2 separate regions of the Zea mays genome follow, and region 2 is linked to region 1. Evidence: chromatin contacts called from public Hi-C data. All regions are on one chromosome and are shown on one strand. Each heading gives the region's core, a stretch centred on a gene start, on an enhancer-like site or on the middle of the called end of the contact. The rest is flanking DNA. Distances are from core to core; before and after follow the strand shown. Region 1 overlaps LOC100384100 (a long non-coding RNA gene). Region 2 holds the start of LOC103630548 (probable calcium-transporting ATPase 6, plasma membrane-type).

Region 1 (7,231 bases), core at 4,185-6,684:
GCAAAGACAAGATTTGAGGGGCCTTGTGAGATCGTTCATACACCCTTTAGACCCTTCAAGAATGAAATTGGGTTCCTCACCAGACCACTCACTCCCTTCCCAAATGATGAGGAAGATCCTGGTTATGATGCAGGAGAAGCTCTTGAAGTTGAGACAGAGCAGATGCCTCCTCCTCCACCTCCTCCTCAGCCTTAGCAGTATTGGCAGTCTGGTCCAGGCTATTTTGACCCATATTTTCAAAACATGCAGCAAGGGCTTCAGACCCACATGGGTAGCCGCTTCCATGGAATGATGACACATATGGACCAGCGCTTGGATGTCATGCAATCTAATTTTGATAATAACTGGGATGCGCTAAACACTGAGTATTCTGAATTTCGCAGTCACATTCAAAATCATGTCACTGATCCTATCATGAACAGACTCAACAACATGCAGCAGAGTTTTCAGGACAACATGGGAGCTCTGTCTAGTCAATTTGACAATCTCTCTACCAATGACGGCATGCAAGAGATCAGTTAGAGGCAGCAGCAACTCCAACAAGACTTTGGACAGTTCTCCTCTCTCTTTGACACCTTCAGCACTCACTACTATAACATGCATCCTCCACCAAGTGATCAGTGAAGCCTCTCCTTTGTGGCAATTGATGCCAAAGGGGGAGAGAAGAGAAGAAAGAAAAGAGAAGTTGTCATATTCAGGGGGAGTTTTTTTATGTGGACATTGAGACCGTGCATGTGCATGTTTACCATTTTATGTCGCATGCATTATTTTATGTCTTATGCACTTGGTATTGGCTACTATTTGAACTTTGAACTCTATGTCTTATGCCTGTGGACAACTATTTGTAATATTCTGTGGGTTGAACTATGTTTAGTTCAAATTACTCTGTGAATGGTCAATCGAGGAGTGATTATAATTTCTGCGCTTACTTTATATATTATCTCTTGTACGCCTCGATAACCATGACTGTAGGAAGGTCTCCATCAAAACTCCGATCTATTATGTGTGTTGTATCTTCAGCTTGAAATATCATGCACACACATAGGGGGAGCTTTTCTTACATTCTGAGTTTTATTAGGATTTATCTATCTCTCGGACAGAACTTCAAATCAAGATAAGTCCTATGAAACTCATCTTCAAAATTCTTCTTATACCTAAGGTATGAGGTAGATTTGGAAAAACAAAAGTTCTCTTGAATATATTGTGTAGTGTTGTCATCAATTACCAAAAAGGGGGAGATTGTGAATCATCTAGGCCCCTTAGTGATGTTTTGGTAATTAATGACAACTGTTTGTGGACTAACGGTTCTTGGAGAAATAAGAATGCAGGGTTGGACCACATAGAACAGGAAATCTTGGAGATTTATAAGCATTGGTTGTGGATCAAGTGAAGGCAAAGGTATAACATAGGTTTTGTTTTTGCCGGTCTTCAGAAGTTTAGAGAAGATACTTGACCGGATTAGTAGGTTAGATAGTCGTACTATTAAGAGGGGCCAATGACTTTGATTTGTGTAAAGCTTAGTGCCTCATAGAGCATCTAGTGGTTGCATTTGCATGAGGACTAACAACGCTTCAAATTCATGAGTTAAAAATCCTTTCAAAAGCTTGTTTGAAAAGTGCAAAGTCTTGGGATGCGCGGACCGTCCGGACCTTGAGGGCGGACCGTCCGCGATCCTCCAGTGGGGTCTGAAGTCTATCAACTTCGGACAGGTCCTGTTCATTTGCACTGCAGACCGTCCGGGCCTTGGGGCCGGACCGTCCGCAGTCCTGACCAGAGGAGGCTGCTCTCGGCACAGTCCCTGAATTATAGTGCGGACCGTCCGACCTTGATGGACGGACCGTCCGTAGGTGCCAAATTTGGTTTGGGCAGGGACTGTGTGGTTTTTGGGATTTGTACTATGGACTGTCCGGAGGATAAGCCCGGACAGTACTGTCTCCAGGTCTCGGACCGTCCGGCCTTGTAGGCGGACGGTCCGTTTATGTTAACTCCACTTGGCCAGAGCTCTGGTGCTCCAAGTTGCCAGGTCGCGGACGGTCCGGCCAAGGTGGGCGGACTGTCCGGACCTTACTTTTCTGACAGCTCTGACAGATTTCAAATGGGAAAAATAGTCGTTATGTGTTCGGCGGACCGTCCGGCCCTAGGGTGCGGACCGTCTGCATGTGCGCAGAACTTGTGCCTTTTGGTCATAACGGTTGGATTTGAGTGGGGGGGCTATAAATAGAAGGGGAGCTCGTGTGTGAGGGCTCTCTTGGCTATTCCTTGCATACATTGAGCTCAATTGTGATCCTCCAACTCACTCTCTCACACTCTTTGCTTGAGATTGCATTCTAGTGAGAGATTGAGTGTTCCTAGTGCATTTGCATCCATCGGTGATTCTTGAGGCACTAGGTGGTACACCGAACAAGCGTCATCGGCTTGTTACTCTTGGAGGTTGCCGCCTCTTAGACGGCTCGGGTGATTGTCTCCGTCGAGTTCTCCAAGAAGATTGTGGAGAAGTCGCGGTGTTGATTGTGAGGGGTTCGCGCCTACCTCGCCGGAGCGGCAAAGGTGACATTAGTGGAATCGAGGTATTGAGTGATTTCTTGTCCACTTGGCTCAATGATCAAGCCGTGTCTTGATAGAGGAGCAAGTGAGAGCTTGAAGTCCACCTCAACATAGATTAGGGGTGATCAGAAAATCACCGATACCACGAGATAAAATTCGGTGTCTTTACTTTCTTGCATTACTTATTGCCGTGCAAGTGATTAGTATTTTGCATATTGTTCTTCAAGTATTCAATCACCCTAGTTGATTCTCATAGATTGTTCACTTGTTATCACTAGAGAATTTATACCTCTTGTTATATTGATTAAATTTCCCTAGTGTTTTTTATTTTAGTCAAAACCGTCTATTCACCCCCCCTCTAGCCGGTGTCCTAGATCCTACAGTAATAAAAGTGGTCAAGGGCACAACTTGCCTTCAAAGAGCTCCTGCTCAGCAACTTCTACCTGCTGAACACCGGAATCACCAGACACTGGCTCTTCTACTCGCCACAATACAAACAAGCATAGTACAAAGAGGAAATTACTATCACACCAAACATGTATACAAAATTCATATTAATAATCTACATATTAAAATATGATCATAGGAAAAAGAATTTATGAAGGTTTTATGTATTTGATACATGATTAACTAAGAGATAAATTTTAATACGATTTTCATGTCAAAATAGAGACACTATGTGATGAACAACATTATTACAAAATTATAGAAATTGGAATGGATCAATTTGAAATTAATATGAATTTGCTAGGAATTAAATAAGTTCTAACAATTATTTTTACAATAAAATAAATTGATATTTCCTTTTCCCTTGATTTTCTAGCTCCTGGACTCGGCGCAAGATTTAACCGAAAACTGGGGCCATTGCACAACTATTCATAAGACTCAGAATTCGTCCGCCAGGACTACGGGTTGATACCGCGGAAGTAGAGGGGCTCTTATACAATTCTACCTTGGCGTCATGACCACATGCGATCCCAACCGTCCGATCAAACCCGAACGAACACAATCACGACTAACCTAAATTGAACCGGTACGGGTTAAGGGTCGCAGGATCTAAGATCGACGGATAAGGTTTTATGAAACGCGATCTGCATTCAGCCTTAGGATTCAATATCAACGGTCATGATTCCATTCACCGAAACGGTAACCTGCCGCTAATCCGAGCCGTCGGTACCAATCCAACGCCCCCCGTCATCTCCTACCCTCGGCGCGACCAAACGGTGGCGCGGCGGCGAGCCCACCGAGACAAACGACCTGGCACCCGAGTTGCAAATCCCGGATCCCCGTGACATTGACACCAAGCCCAAGACATCCCGAGCTTATTGGTCTAGTAATTGCCGTGGACAATCCAACACAAACACTTAATCACGGTGAGCAGCGGCCCGTGGTGCACGCCGACGCCGGTGAGACCCCCCATCCCGAAATTAGGGTGCCATACCCCCACTAACCGGCGAACGTTAGAACGTAACAGAGATATAAACAGACATTTTATTTATTTATTGGTCGAATTGACACATGTAGACAAGATTTAGGACCGAAAATGCATTTTACCATTAGAAGAATATTGTCCTCTTGTACTCCGGGTCTGTTTGGTTGGGCTGTGGCTGTGAAAAAAGTTACTGTGGGCTGTGAGCTGTAGAAAAAGCTGCTGTAGGCTGTAAGCTGTTAAAAAGCTAAAAACCGTTTAGTGGAAATCACTAAAAGTCATTAAAAGTTCTTCGATATATGTTTTCACAGTTTCATCCGAAAAGCCACTAAAAGCAGATCCAGGGATGCTTTCAGATTTACACTGCGAGAAAGTCAGGTTTTAGAAAAAGCTGCTTCCTGGATCCAGCCCTTTGGTTGGCTTTTGGCTTTTAGAGAGGCAAAAGCCAAAGCCAAACCAAACACACCCTCCTACGTGTGACGTGCCCCACGCTTTCTCTCCTTCTCCCGTCTGAACACACATTATCAATGAAGCACACCATGCCGACGCTGCGAGCAGCGAACTTTAGGGTATGGTTATTTCCTCAGTTTCAGAAAACTTCATCTTTCTGCTCTGTTTGACAGTTTTGTTTGACAGCTCTGTGATTACTGCTAGGTCTGATAAAATTAGCTAAAAACGTCCAGGTAGCGTAAAAAAAGGAGCTGGATAGATACTGCTATTGATATGCTGGTTTATCTCCACGATAACGTTGAGGTACGCTAATTTAAGATAAACAATATTAACGCGCGTTAGGTGTCCATTTCGAAGACGCTTTCATGATAAGTCTGTCAGCCGGTGCCTGTGGCTCAAACTTTAATTCCCACATCTCAATAGATGAAACGGGTTCAGGTAAGCAACTTGCTGCGCGCCTGACAATTGTCCAAGTTCATTATGATGCGTTCATTCAGTGGCACAGCATGTCTTAAAAGGAAGTCTCAACACTAAACCTGAACGGTTCGCCAAGCAACCTGCAGTTCCCTCCACATTTTCGCATCCGGGCTTGGGACCGGCAAAGGCAGTGTTAAACCGCAAACAAACAAACAAACAGGGAACACAAATAATACAACAAAAAAAAAATCATGTTCTCAGACATTATAAAAATAAACAAAACACGTAACTGGTTTTTGCGCCAAACGAAGTAGCTATTCTTTTAGCATATTTTATGGATGAACATCGAGCACACGTGTAAAATAACAAAGAAGCAGAGCACATGTGTAAAACAACAAAGAAGCAGTAAAATACAAAGCAGCAGAGCACATGTGTAAAACAACAGAGAAGCAACAAAGACGCTACGTAAAAAAACAGGAATTTTTTTATGATCAATAAGTAAACCTAGTACGAGAAGGTATCTGAAGTATCGCGTTTAAATACTCAGGAATGAACAGTGAATGTGTTCCAATTGTAAAACATCGAAACCTTCCACAGTTAATCTCGTCCAACAAAATTAGTGAGTCCACCTATTTGGCCAAGGGAGAAGATGCCCAAGTGCCACAAGAACCAGCTCCAATAAAAATCATTCTATGGTCGGACTCAAACCAAAACTAGAGTCCATCCAATTTGGCCAAGGAAGAAGATGCTCATCAATTGCCAAAGACCAGCTCCAATAAAAATCATGGAACGATCGGACTCCACAAAAACATCTTCGCCAATAAAACTAGGAGTCCTCCATCTAGATTGGCCTAGGCTCAAGATGCTCAATTGCCACAAGACCAGCTCCAATAAAAATCATGGAATGACCGGACTCAAACCAAAACATGCCACAGACTCCATCTCATTTGGCCTAGGTAGAAGATGCTCCATTGCCACAACAACCAGCTCCAATAAAATTATTGTTCAAGATCCTAGTGCACCATATAACAAGATGAATATATGAATATACTAATCTGGAGATAATACAGAGTTACATAAATAGAAGCAACCGATCCTAGCTTGCATTCAAGTTGAACAAACACCAACCTGTATTGCATATCAACATGAATATGAACTGCACTACATGAATATGAACCAGGATGGCTAAACTTCAACCCATCCATGTATATGCAACTACTGCTAGTCCACAAAGGATTTACTTTTGTGTAAATCCAGTTTCATCTCAAGGACTCCACAGTTGCATCCCCAAGACAGTCACATAGGCTTGTGTATTCAAGGGCAACAATAGTTCAGCCAAACAAGTTTGTGACAGATATACTTTTGGCAGGAACAGAAGAAGCAGAATCTTTCTTGGTTATTGTTCCACAAAGGACAGTTCCATCTCAAAGACTCCACAGTTGCATCCCCAAGACAGTCACATATGTAATCAAGGGCAACAATAGTTCAGCCAAACAAGTTTGTTCAGACAGATTTACTTTTGGCAGGAACAGAAGCAGCAGAATCTTTCTTGGTTATTGTTCCACAAAGGATAAGATGCGTCAGATGGAAAGTCCAGAGTGAGGAAATTACAGAACAAATGAACAATGTTCTAAAAAGGCAAGGGGGCCAACGTCACAAACCAGACTGAGGAGGTGTTCCATTTGTTCCAGGCAATCAATCTAATGATAACCAACAAAACTAACGGTGCCACAAGATCGATCTCTCAGATTTCACATATTACAACTCAAAAAGGAATACGGTTAGCAAGTAGCATTTGCTGATAATAATATCTAATGCCTAATATATTACTGAAAGGAACTGTGCAATATGATGAATTTGATAAAGAATGGCCATATTGAGTAAGGGGGTTATACCAAAGTACAATCAGAAGCAATCCAAGAACTAGACTAACATTAGTATGGGCCCTAACAGAGAAATCGAGAATTTTGGACTATAAAATATGAACATACGGTCATACGCTCAGGTAAAACATCCTACTAGGAACCAATTGTTTTAAAAATCTTAAATCAAGAATAATAGTGAACCTGCACCATCGTATGATGGCATATAGGTTAAAGACAGCTTAAAAATAAAGTTAGTGCATAGAATAATTTATCACTGGAAGGAAGACTCCATAGATGGAAATGTCTAGAACTCAGAATGTCTAACTAGCAATCCACACCTTAGCTCCAACTGCAGAAATCCAACCAAACATCCATCAACTTATCAGACATCTGGATCCAAAAAAATGGCTGATATGAGCAGAAGTATTAGGTGAGCTCTGGTTAGATTGAAGAATATTATAAGATGTGTCTCAAACAAGTGAGCCGGAAGGTGATGTGCAGTCAATAGTTAGAGTAGTTAGAGCAA
Region 2 (6,681 bases), core at 870-3,369, 91 kb after region 1:
GGAACTTGGTAGGTCTCTTCTCATCTTAGGGTTAGGGTTATGGGATGGTAATTTTGGGAATTTTCTAATTTGGCTTTCTAATCATGCAATTTCCCTCCTAATTGCTTATGCATGCTTAGTTTCATGAATTAGCCTCTAATTGCTCTTAAGTTGGACTAATTTCGTGAAAACAGTGAAACCCTAGACCTACTCCACAATTCAATCCTTAATCTAACCTTAATTTCTTAACTTTAATCATCATGATTTGGCCTAAACATACACTGATCTACTTAAATTAGGCGCATATTTTTCTCACTAGGGTCATGGAATTTTAGATAGCTCAAGAATTTGAACTAAAACTTGAACTTGTTAAGGAAAAACTTAAACTTAAATATCAAATCGTGCATGATGCTTGCATGAATCTAATATACTGAGGCTAATTTCACATAAAACAAGCATCTAACACATCATTATCCACTATCTGGCACAAACCAATCAAAACCAACATGATCAGGGGCTCATCCTTAAGACTTAGGTGCTGGTGATGGATCTAGATAGACTAAGATGGCTATGATACCAAATATTAGTTAAAAATAGGATTAACATAATGAGTGATTACCTACAAGATCTCTTAGTCTATTACAGGATCAGTAGATCACGTATATAACTTAATCTTATACGGAATTGGGTAGGAAAATTGTATACGACACTTATAACGATCTCTCTGGTTGGTGTAGTGGTAGCAGAGGTGATGGAGTTCACCAATTCAAGAGCACAAGCTCTGAATCGACGCTTCAGTGGCTTGGGGGCGTAGCGCGTCCCTCTGGGCGCCACCGGCATTGGCTTGGATGCGGAGCACATGCATCTGACCTCTCCAGCGCTTCTTAGTGATCGATAAGGATTGGTGGATGCACTGACTCATTCAGAGAATAAATCCTCTCTTAGTTTATATAGAGCGTCGTGGAGCCAGGGTCATGTCCGAGTTTCCTTAGGTTTGTCGCCCGATCAAGGCAAGTCTTGGATGCTATAATGTTGTTTACTTATGCATTTCAATATGTTTACTTTGTGTTTTTTTCCGTATCTCTGCATTCCCTTTGTTGATCGAAATCACCCAAGGAAAGTCCTAACATTGGTCACGCCATCTACCATGCAAAAGCTTGTAGCTGTACCATTGCCCACCACCATGGACCTACCCCTCAATTAGATATTTGTAACTTTCAACGAATCATTCCACACGAGGAGTTATTATTATTCTTTTTGAGTTGTGTAATACTATCTCCGTTCTCAAATATTTATCATTCGATAGTGTATTTTTGAATTAAAGTGTGACAAATAAAAATGAACGGAGGGTACCACCCTTATTTATTTTTTGTGCATTTTTTTTTGCCAAATTCTATTTCCAGTTTCGATTTTCCACCCCCAATTACAAAATAGGCTGATATTCATTTTCTCTTAAATTCTTGATCTCTAAACCTTATTTTCCTTTGGTTTAGTGATAAAGGTCTTGTTTAGCCGTTTAGGGGAGCTCCGCTCTTTAATACTTCAGCTCTATTCCTTGATTTTCTGGTAGAGTGATTCTATCTTAGTCCTAGAGTGAAGAGCTGATGAGAATTAATTCTCTGTTATCCTCAATAAAATATAACAATGAGCTTGGTGAAGTAGAGTTTTTTCTTCTAGCTTTTAGTGTAAATGAAGAATTGATGCTCTCCCGTCGTCTGAATCAGTTGACATTTTGAGCGTTTGGAGTGCTTATCTTCGAAGTTTAACAGCTTCGGTTAAAGAAAAGGCCAGCTAGCTAGCTGTTAGAGCCTGTCCTGCGCATGAACTGGGTGCATGTATATATAATTCATTCCCGGGAAGCGTCTTGAAATTTCGCTGCCAATTCTGTGCATCGTTCCAACTTCCAAGGTGTGTGTGAAGAAAAGAACTTGCTAACAAGTTTCAAGCTCTTCATTATTTTTTCTTTTTTAGCCACGAACGCATACCTCGTGCAGTCACATGAAAATTTACTTGCATCACATTTTTTTCCCACCCCTGCCGTAGTTCATATCCTATCAGAAATTTCAAACGTTTGACGTTTACCACTACTTCGGTGGGAGAGGGGGGATTTTTTTGGACTTTATATATTGTCAGTTGTCACACAAGTGGGGGCCTTTCAATAGTTTTGCTGGTTTATATTCCTTCCGCTTCCGGCCTTTCAATGCAGCGAGCGCACGCAGCGCGGGAGAAGGCGAAGCGCGAGAGCAGAGGCGCAACGCGGCGCCGGCATGGACTCGGGCAGCAAGAGCTGGAGCATCGATAGCTACCTCAACGAGCACTTCGACATCCCCGCCAAGAACCCGCCCAGCGAGGCCCGCCTCCGCTGGCGCCGCGCCGTCGGCCTCGTCGTCCGCAACCGCCGCCGCCGCTTCCGCATGTTCTCAGGCCTCCACGCCCTCGACGACGCCCAGCGCCGCAACATCCTGGTACGTACCTCCCTCTGGGCCGGCACCGGCGCAGCTGTACAGCCGTACAGGCCGTAGAATTGGAATCCTTCTCCGCGTCGCTTTCGTTGAATTGCGCCGTTCAAAACAGTGAATGCGCATTACGGGCTTGCGAAATTGCTAGGAAACTTCCTCGGTCCGGATCAGCCTTGAGCCGTGGTACGTTATGTGGACGAGCACGCTCACCTCTGGCAGGCCATTGCTTTGCCTTTGTACTCGAGATCCATATCGCTACTCAGGAGCTTGATCGTTTTTCATCGACTCATCGACTTCATTTCCTTCAGCACCACTCTCAAAAAAGGCCTCGTAACCCTCTTTACAACACTACCACATCATCAAGAGTGTCATAAAACTAAGAATGAAACAGTATCTCTAAATGCAAAAATTCACTTCATTATTTGGTAGACTAACCTACCAATTAAATGCTACAACTGAATGAACAATAGAAATTAGTAAAATATGTGAAGATGAAACAAATCACTCTTAATGAAGGTTTCACACGGTTTCTAAGGCATTGGAAACGTGTTGACATGGTTTTATCCCCATAAAACTAATTTTATCTCACAAAACTCATTCATCTTAAATGTATGGCATGTCATCTAAAACACTGATATGATACACTATTAAATGTGCATTTGAGAATAGCCTAAAGACAAGTGGTCGTGCCAGCAGCCACGTTTTTGCTTGGCGAGCAAGCTGGCTATGCCGCCACATGGCACGCGAGGAGGCACTAGTGCCACGCCAGCCATACCTCGAGCAAGCAAGTCATCAGTGTCGAAGAGATGGTTAAGGCTGCGCTTCCAGGTCCATGAACTCCTTCCCGCTGGCCCTACTTCGCCATCACGGGTAAGCCCAATCCATGAGCTCTAGCTGTCCACCCTTCCGTTTCGAATCACGGCGGCATCCCGATGACCTCGTCATCGCCGGTGGTGTCGACCATTATGGAGACCAAGAAGGTCTTGCCTCAGGGACCAAAGGATTTAGATCCTCTGCAGTCAGTCGACTGTAGAGGCTATTAGGTGGATCTAGCGAGTGGATCTACATATGGTCACAGATGTCCTCTGCAGTGCAGAGGATCCGAGTCTACGCCGAAGATGGAGCAGGAGGAGGGGAATTTGGTGTAGGCGCGGTGGTAGTGGATGAGATGACTGGGAGGTTGGGAGCTTTGATGATTACGACATACATGAACGTGGTACATACTATATACGGTCATGTGGGGCGTGCTAAATGGGTCGATGTTAGACACGATAGGACCCGTAGTACTTCGATACGACATTGACACGATATATATAGTGCATGTGCTGGTACGGGGTCCAAGGTCGTCACCCCCGACATGAGCACGACACAATTAAGTTGTTGGCACGATTATACACGACTTAGGCGAACTGGCGGTCCATAAATGTGATTGTGATGTATGTGTCTATGTGATTGTGAATTGTTATTGTTTTAAATATAATAAACCCGTCCTATAATGGTTTCAATGTTCATATTTTAAAATTATATATGTAATCTTAAAGATGTTCTAGATCTTTTTGAGCTCTTAAAGTGAAATAGTACTTAGGTTGGCACAAACACTACTAGGTCCTAGTGTCATATTATAATGGTGGTATGGCACGATTAAGCATTATAGTGTCGTGTCTGGGCCGATGTTAGGTACTAGTGCTAACACACACAACACGACACGATTATTAACAATATCTAATAGTATCGTGCCTAATAGTATCATGCTTTATAGTGTCAAGTGGCAAAGGAATCGGTATGCCTTAGTATGTCAGCTGCCATACCTCAACTTTCAAAACCTTTGTATCTTTCGTTCTAATGATGAAGGTGTATGTGGCGGGTGGTTGCACTCCGACCTTTGCATCTACAGGTTGTGGGTTTGATTCCCACAATGTTGCAATATTTGCTCACTTTTTCTCATTTTTCTATTAGCTACTAGGTAAATTGCCCTACCTTGTTTTCCTTTTGCCCTCCGCCGCTTATAGTGTCAATGCCAATGTCGGCCGTGTGGTCTGTTTGGCCATCTACAGTGCAGAGTATAGAGGTCTGTTTGGCCATCTACAGTGCAGAGTATAGGGCATCAGCGACAGACTGTTGGGCTTGACATAAGGGAGGGAGGGAGTGACGGTCTAGCGGGTGGCGCGAACGCATGGTGCTGGCGGACGAATGTGCATAAGGGAGGTACAATATAGATAGAAGCTAACACTAAAACAATATGATTTCAGTTTCAATATAAAATAGGAGTTCAAGATGTTAGGTGCCTTCCTCGTTGCATCTTCGATCACGGGCTTCCCTCATGGCCAAACTCGATAATTTCATCATCTTGATTTCTACGTGGTTGTCATGATGCAAACATGAGAAAAATGGGTGATAGGGTGAGCACGATGTATACACCATGTGGAACATCTGGAAGGAGAGAAATCGGAGGATATTTGAAAACAGCGGCCTTATCCCTATCCAATTAGCCTTGAGGATTAAAGAGAATGTGTTCACTTTCAAGAGAGCTATGTTCTCCAGCAACAGGGCTGCTGCAGTGGTTTAGCTGCTTTGTGCGGGTCTGTTGGAAGCCTTCCTCACATGGTGTTTGATTGTCTGTATTGTCTCGGTCTTTGGACTTGTACAGTGTGTTTTCTGAACTCTCTCATTTTAATGATTAGGCAGAGCTTCTGCTATTTATTTCAAAAAAAAGATAGGGTGAGCACGATGTATGGAATGCAATTACTGATCATGACCTAATATCATTAAGTTATCATAATATTTTTGCAATTACTGATCGTGAACTATTTGAATACAAGATCCAGCATAAAAACATACAGTCAAAGTCTAATAGTAATTCATGACTCTTATTTTCTAAAGTTTTTTTTTGGAAAACGTTATATATGTAGGGATGAGTACAAAATATGTTTCCTTGTCTAAGAGATATTTGCGTTTTTTTTTTGAAGAATGATATTTGCGTTTGTTACCAGGGAAAAGTTCAGGTTGTAATTAATGTGCACAAGGCAGCGCTGCATTTTATGGACGGTGTGGATTCATCAACTGATACTGTCTGGCTTTCTTCTCTTACTATCATCACCCTGTTGCATTTAACCTTGATCACAAAATCACACAGGTATAAGACGATACCACCTATCTCCTGAGCTTATCGAAGAAGGATTTTGTATCAGTCCAGATGAACTGGCAGCAATTACTGGAATCCGTGAAGACTCTACGATCCTCAAGTCACATGGTGGAATCAGTGGAATATCTAGGAAAATCAAGGCATCATTGGATGATGGCATCAAGGAAACTGAAATAGCAACCAGACAGAAGCTGTATGGCAGCAACAAGCACACCGAGAAACCTCCTAGAAGCTTCTGGACGTTTGTCTGGGATGCGTTGCATGACCTGACGTTGATTATTCTAATCGTTTGTGCCGTTGTTTCTCTAATGGTTGGCCTTGCCACTGAGGGATGGCCGAAGGGCATCTATGACGGCCTTGGCATAATAACCAGCATTTTGTTGGTGGTGCTGGTCACAGCATCCAGTGATTACAAACAGTCACGGAAGTTCATGGAGCTGGACTACGAGAAAAAGAAGATATACGCCCTTGTCACTAGAGATAGGAAAACCAAAAGGGTACTGATTCATGATCTGGTTGTGGGTGACATCTTGCATCTTTCAGTAGGCGATGTGGTTCCTGCAGATGGCCTGTTCATCTCTGGCTACTGCCTAGTCATAGATGAATCTAGCTTATCAGGCGAGAGCGAACCAGTTGATGTTTCTGAAGAAAAGCCTTTCGTTCATGCTGGAAGTAAGGTGGTAGATGGGACTGCCAAGATGCTTGTGACTGCTGTTGGTATGCGTACTGAATGGGGCAAAGTCATGGATACTCTGAGTGCTGATGGAGTGGATGAAACCCCTTTACAAGTTAAGCTCAATGGTGTGGCCACGATCATTGGACAGATCGGGCTGGCGTTTGCTATCCTCACATTTCTAGTGCTCCTAGTGAGGTTCCTGGTGGACAAAGGAATGCATGTTGGGTTGTCAAATTGGTCAGCAAATGATGCGCTGACAATAGTGAACTACTTTGCTATTGCAGTGACAATCATCGTTGTCGCAGTGCCCGAGGGTCTACCACTGGCTGTGACTCTTAGCCTCGCGTTTGCCATGCAGAAGTTGATGAATGACAAAGCGCTAGTGAGACATCTCGCTGCGTGTGAGACCATGGGTTCAGCAAGTT

What was found. A called contact is a pair of places that touch in the nucleus more often than the background predicts.
Region 2: a contact with region 1 is called in a Hi-C map of leaf, with 8 times the contacts expected there. The contact joins the promoter of LOC103630548 here to the enhancer-like site in region 1. A contact is called at or near these places in 12 of 25 Hi-C or Micro-C datasets (bundle sheath, ear, endosperm and 3 more) and 2 of 3 datasets of contacts at active chromatin or transcription factors (leaf and seedling).

The regions. Positions count from the first base shown.
Region 1 is chr6:167,563,892-167,571,122 of Zm-B73-REFERENCE-NAM-5.0, forward strand. It overlaps LOC100384100 (a long non-coding RNA gene), which reads right to left. Exons shown (of 1, transcript NR_146418.1): 1 at 4,290-7,231. Among protein-coding and RNA genes, the nearest start is that of LOC100384100, 9.5 kb to the right of the region's middle. Within about 2 kb of position 5,435, at least 14 of the 20 cell types and tissues checked have an H3K27ac peak or open chromatin away from gene starts, as enhancers often do. A contact at or near this core is called in bundle sheath, ear, leaf and 3 more, where this site is marked.
Region 2 is chr6:167,658,436-167,665,116 of Zm-B73-REFERENCE-NAM-5.0, forward strand. LOC103630548 (probable calcium-transporting ATPase 6, plasma membrane-type) reads left to right here and starts at 2,120. Exons shown (of 7, transcript XM_008651597.4): 1 at 2,120-2,444; 2 at 5,429-5,483; 3 at 5,572-6,681. The coding sequence starts at 2,247.